Regions from separate parts of the Pan troglodytes genome. Here region 2 is linked to region 1. The links are chromatin contacts, called in public Hi-C maps. All regions are on one chromosome and are shown on one strand. The core of a region is the stretch at or near the end of the contact, and the rest is flanking DNA. Distances in the headings are between cores, read along the strand shown.

Region 1 (3,015 bases), core at 314-2,813:
GTGCAAGGAACTTTTCTAATTGCTTTGTCAATATAACATTGTTCTCAACTTCAAGAATCAGGGTTGCCTGTCTTTATACAGTGATTGCTACATGCCAGTCACGGCTCTAAGCCCTTTGCATCTATTGATTTTCTTAAATCCTCACAACAAAACAATAATGTAGGTACCAGTTATAGCTGATATTTGTACCAGGCCACAGGATTATGAAGTAGTGGAACTAGGATTTGAACCCAGACAATGGGGTGTCAGCATCTGTCTCCTTAACAATGAACTAAAAGAGTAAAAGGCTCTCAAGAAATATACAAATACATGCTATAAGGGCTCAAAGGACTAAGTAAATTGCTCGTGCGTTTGGGGGTGGGGAGAAGGGCAATAAGGTGTCAATTGAGACCTACTTGGAGAAAGGGGGAAGATTTCACTTGGTGACAGTGTGTATAAATAATCCAGCAGCCATAGGGAAGGCAAGTAGTTTCACAAACACTTAGAAATGGCTTCCACCCAAGTCATGGCCAACTGACCTTGCAGCTGAGAGTGAGAGGGAATTTTAATTCAGTTTGCCTGGAGAACGGGTCAACTTGACCTTTCTTCTGAAAAGAGAGGCTTCATGCACTTGACTCTTGGGGACACAGAAATCTGCATTTTAATTTTGACTTCTCAAACAGTAACCATGGCCACAAGTGGTCTGTTGGTTTCTCTTTACCTTCCCAACTATTCCCGGCCTTACTGTGCTTTAGAAGGGCAAATGACCTTGGGGGTAGTGAGCGATACCTCCTGGTTGACTTGCCTGGGAGATCTCAAATGAAACCCCCCACATGGATGCTTCTTCAAAATGACACCAGTCTATGCCACCCCCTCTCTCCAAGGTGGTATTCTGCACCTCGGCCCTGCGATGCTCACATGGAGTCTAGAGCCAGTGTTTCCCCACACTTAGCCGAGTCGCATGACCGGTTCTAGCTTCAATGGGGAAAGTTTCCTGTCTAGGAGTTCTGGCGCTCTGCCCGGCCCCGGAGAAGGGCATCTCCTTGCGCTTCCTCTCTGGTGTCCTTCGAACTCAGCCTAACTTTGTGCAGCAGTATTTCCAGTCTAGCTGTTCGAGTCGGAGCCCCTGGGGGACGCAGCGGCGCGTTGAGAAGGCGCGGCGCCTTCGAGCCCCTCCCCAGAGCAGGCGCTGCTCGCAGTGACAAGGGGTCCTAGAGGCGCCCGCTGAGAGCCGCTGGCAACTCCCGGGGGTGCCCTGCCCGGCCCGAAGTCACCTCGGGTCTCTTTCGGGTCCATCTGCTCTGTCGCCAGAGGCACCGTGCCACCCGCTGCGCTTTCCTCTCCCCGCACCCCGCCCCCCGCATCCCCAGTCCGGTGACTTGGCAGCAGGTGGCAGGGGCGGCGCCCACGCGGGCGAGGGGCTGGGGTCCCCGCACTCGAGCCGCCCGTGCAGCCCGCCCGCTTCCAGCCGCCGGCGCGAAGCTGCCCGCGCCTCGGCCTCCCCCGCCACCCCGCGCGCCCCCGCCGCCAAGGGCCGCGCAGCGCCCCCGGCGCCCCCCGCCGGCCTCCGCCCGCACCTGCAGCCCGCTCCGCGCGCCCTGCCCGCAGCCGCCGCCGAAGCTCTCGCTCCCAGCGCCACGGACGCCCCCGGGCCAAGCGGCGGTGCGCTCCCGTGCAGACCCGTGGACAGACGCCCCTGGCCGGTGGACTCTCGAGTCTCGCTTCTGCACCCTGCGTCCCCAGACATGAATGTGAGGAGGGTGGAAAGCATTTCGGCTCAGCTGGAGGAGGCCAGCTCCACAGGCGGTAGGATGCAATAAGCTTGCGAGCGGGCGCCCGCTTCCGCCCTCCTTCCCTCGCGAGCCAAGACGGCTGCCCCTTCCCTTCCTCGGCTGGGGACGCTTGTTGCCTTCGCTGCATGAGACACAGTCACCTGGCGGGACTGGGAAGGGGAGGTGGGAGCGGCAGGAATGGGGTGCAAAGGAGAGGGGGGTGCATGCAAGATCCAGGTCGGGGAAGAAAAGATGTTTGAAGTGTGTTTGAAACTCGCCGGTGGCAGGGTCCCCTGCGATCCTGTGCGTACTTTTGCCTTCTCTGAAAATTTCCGAGGTTGTTTATGCATCTGCCAGATGACTCCAGACCGCACGCTTCCTTCCCCTAACACCTGGGGATTAATGAGCTGAAATAGTATTGATCCTCGCCTTCCACTTTTCCTTCATGCCCCCACACGTTTCTTCATTACAACTGTATTTTTGTCCCCTGGTAATATACTGGCGGCATCTTGCCCATGTCAGATTCTAAAGCAGAAGCGTATGGCTTGTTTTATGGCTAGCTTCAGTTTAGTGTGTTCAGAGAAAATAGTCCTCAGTGACACTTGCAAATAATTTATATACAGTACAGCCTTGGAAAGGTATCGGGCACTGTGTTAGGAGCTTGGCTTTCAGAGAAACGTGCGTTCTGCGAAAGCAGGGAGAAATGTTTTGCTGTTTGGTGGGATCCATAGAGAAATAGGGGACGATGCCCTTCCACAAAGCGTCTTGGGTTGCATCGATTTGTTATTAGGTGGTTTTGATGTGTACAGAGTATTTTACAGGAGCCGGAAAGAGAATGGAAGTGATTTTGGGGCACATGAGAGTGATAAAGGTCTGGACCTCTCCCTGATTACATAAGCTAAGGGGTCACATATGGCTATAGCATAGTTTGGGTTTAGAGGGTGAAAAACTTGGACTCGAGGGCTGTAAACTTGCAAGCAAAGAGGTGTTTCCACTTGCTGACTTCTTTAGTACTCAGGGAAATGGAGTCACCTCAACAACTTGAGTCAATCGTTCGAATTTATGGCCATGAGAAATGGAAATGGACACCCTCCCTTTCTTTTCCTCACTCCAATAGTTAAGGTCATCGTAACCGGGAGGACACTAGTCTCACTTGAATATGAAAATTTAAAGAGAACAGTCTTAATCCTTTTGGACTGGAAAAAGTAATATGAACATCACCTGTAAAGCCCCACATTTGACTTGTAACTGTGTTTAGTTCTGT
Region 2 (2,944 bases), core at 264-2,763, 440 kb before region 1:
GCCATGATAATGAATAGGATCTCCCAGGGAGAAGTTAGTTAAGAAAAGAATGATACTTGGACCTTATTAATGTTTAATAGATGGGCCATGGAAAAAGTCACTGGATTTTTGACTGCAGAAAGAGAACACCTGAAACATGGAAGATTTGTGGGAGAGTGGTTCCGTGTTTGACAAGGAGCAGCAGGGGTGCTCCGTGGCCCCAGAGTTATGTTGTAGGATGAGATTTGACACTTCCCTCACTTCTATTAAGAGAAATGAGAGATGATGGTGTTTGGCTCAGAAACTTGGGAATCTTAACCTTAAGCAGCTGTTCATTCCTATAAGGTTCTGAGAAGAAAGATAAAGAGTTAAGGAAAAGTTAGCTGGTGCTTCAAACTCTCTGCAGTCCCCAAATGACTCACAAGTATCCTCTTTGCATTAGACAGCTCAAGCTTCACCCTCTAGCCCTGCTTCCCCCATATCCTTGAGCTTAAGGAAGCCTGAGCAACACTGCTGCCTGCCTGGAGGGTGGGACACGAGATTTGCCCGTGAGACTCTTCTGACCCCAGAGAGGACATTTTTAGCATCATGGTGGTGAGTGGGTACAGCTGACAATAAGATGATAAAGGCAAGAAAGTGGTGGTACCAGCGTTTGCAGAAGGAAGAGAGAAAAGAAGTGGTAGTTCAAGGAAAGTTTTAGAAGATGGGGAAACTTGAATATATATATAAAATATATATTATATATATATAAAATATATATTATATATATATAAAATATATATTATATATATATAAAATATATATAATAAATAATATATATAAAATATATATAATAAATAATATATATATAAAATATATATAATAAATAATATATATATAAAATATATATAATAAATAATATATATAAAATATATATAATAAATAATATATAATATATATTATATATATATATAAGCAGTAGAGAAGCATGCTAGAAATAAGCAATAGAGAAGATTTTAAAGATGCAACTAGGGTTATTTGATAACAAGAACGGGGTAGGGGGCGTTGAAAGAAGACAGAGAGGGTGATAGGACCCAAGATTAATTTTGGAAATAATGCTTTCTTTTCAGGTAAGAAGCAGATGTGAATTAGTATAGCAGGAAGAAGGGGAAGGTCACGTATTATTGGCATCTCTCTAATCTATGGAATAGAAGGCAGAATTATAGTTTTATAGGGTAATTAGTTTTCAGCAGTACTAACATCATGTTAAAGGATTTTAGTAACTAGGTACGAGGAAGAAACAATATATGGACAAATGTATCACAGATATTGCCTTTATCCACCCAGTGCAAGATTTGGGGCCATGTCTCAGGAAGGAGCAAATGCAAAATTAAGATTCTGACTTGCCCAGAATGGAAATTTCTTTTCAGAGAGATCAAGGAGCTCAGAGATGAGCACAGAGTTTTTCTTTGTAGGACCAGTCACTGCTCTGTTTCAATCAGTTTTTATTGCACCATCATTTCCCTTGCTGTCTCCACCTCTCTTTGGAAAAGGGGTCAGGTAGGGCCTCTGCACTCTGTGAAGCTGCTGGGATCCAGATACCCTCCTTACCTTAATCTCAGTGGACTGGCGATGAGGTACACAGCAATGGGCAGTCCTGGGACATGCAGGTTGAGCTGAACATTAGTCAGTAATTAATATGTCATTACATTTTTTGTGTGAACTAAGGCACTTTTCAGTTCACCGGCTGAATCTAAAAGAAGCCAGTTCCCGCTACAAAGAAAAAAAAAGTAAGGGTAAGTAAGCTGAAATCCTACCAGCAGGCTCAGAGTGTTACTTTGCCTGTCCACAAGGTGGCAGAAGCCGATCAGCTTTCCTCTACTCAGAAACTTACTAGACCTTGTGCTTTAAAACAAGAAATCTAAAAAACAAAATAAAAACACATTACTGTTAATAAATCAGCCTCCCAACTTAACTCTCAGCTTATTATTGGAATAAAGATAATAATTAATCTTCAGGGAATGACTTTTGAAGTACTGAGACATTATGAGAGATACATGTTAAGAAATGGAATGATGAGTGGTTTTTCCTGTGATTCCTCCTTCTAGATTTTACCTGATTGGTGGTGGTATCCCTATCATTGTTTGCGGCATAACTGCAGCAGCGAACATTAAGAATTACGGCAGTCGGCCAAATGCACCCTAGTGAGTATTTTATATTCTCTGTGTACTTGACCCAGTTGTTTCTCTTTTAAGTATTTTCTAGGCATTACAGGTGATTGCAATTTCTTAGGTAATTTGTTGAAACGTGTAGCATCGATCTGGTTTACCATTTTCTTTTCCAGTTGCTGGATGGCATGGGAACCCTCCTTGGGAGCCTTCTATGGGCCAGCCAGCTTCATCACTTTTGTAAACTGCATGTACTTTCTGAGCATATTTATTCAGTTGAAAAGACACCCTGAACGCAAATATGAGCTTAAGGAGCCCACGGAGGAGCAACAGAGATTGGCAGCCAATGAAAATGGTGAAATAAATCATCAGGATTCAATGTCTTTGTCTCTGATTTCTACATCAGCCTTGGAAAATGAGCACACTTTTCATTCTCAGCTCTTGGGGGCCAGCCTTACTTTGCTCTTATATATTGCACTGTGGATGTTTGGGGCTTTGGCTGTTTCTTTGTATTACCCTTTGGACTTGGTTTTTAGCTTCGTTTTTGGAGCCACATGTTTAAGCTTCAGTGCGTTCTTCATGGTCCACCATTGTGTTAATAGGGAGGATGTTAGACTTGCGTGGATCATGACTTGCTGCCCAGGACGGAGCTCGTATTCAGTGCAAGTCAACGTCCAGCCCCCCAACTCTAATGGGACAAATGGAGAGGCACCCAAGTGCCCCAATAGCAGTGCGGAGTCTTCATGCACAAACAAAAGTGCTTCAAGCTTCAAAAATTCCTCCCAGGGCTGCAAATTAACAAACTTGCAGGCGGCTGC

What was found. Hi-C and Micro-C count contacts between places; a contact is called where the count stands out from the background.
Region 2: a contact with region 1 is called in a Hi-C map of induced pluripotent stem cells, with 2.6 times the contacts expected there. The contact joins the enhancer-like site here to the promoter of KCNIP4 in region 1. A contact is called at or near these places in 1 of 7 Hi-C or Micro-C datasets (induced pluripotent stem cells) and 1 of 1 datasets of contacts at active chromatin or transcription factors (stem cell-derived excitatory neurons).

The regions. Positions count from the first base shown.
Region 1 is chr3:22,416,966-22,419,980 of NHGRI_mPanTro3-v2.0_pri, reverse strand. KCNIP4 (potassium voltage-gated channel interacting protein 4) reads left to right here and starts at 1,563. Exons shown (of 9, transcript XM_003310257.7): 1 at 1,563-1,785. The coding sequence starts at 1,725.
Region 2 is chr3:22,861,525-22,864,468 of NHGRI_mPanTro3-v2.0_pri, reverse strand. It overlaps ADGRA3 (adhesion G protein-coupled receptor A3), which reads left to right. Exons shown (of 19, transcript XM_001164297.5): 18 at 2,067-2,162; 19 at 2,303-2,944. Among named protein-coding and RNA genes, the nearest start is that of ADGRA3, 130 kb to the left of the region's middle. Within about 2 kb of position 1,513, at least 1 of the 24 cell types and tissues checked has an H3K27ac peak or open chromatin away from gene starts, as enhancers often do. A contact at or near this core is called in induced pluripotent stem cells, where this site is marked.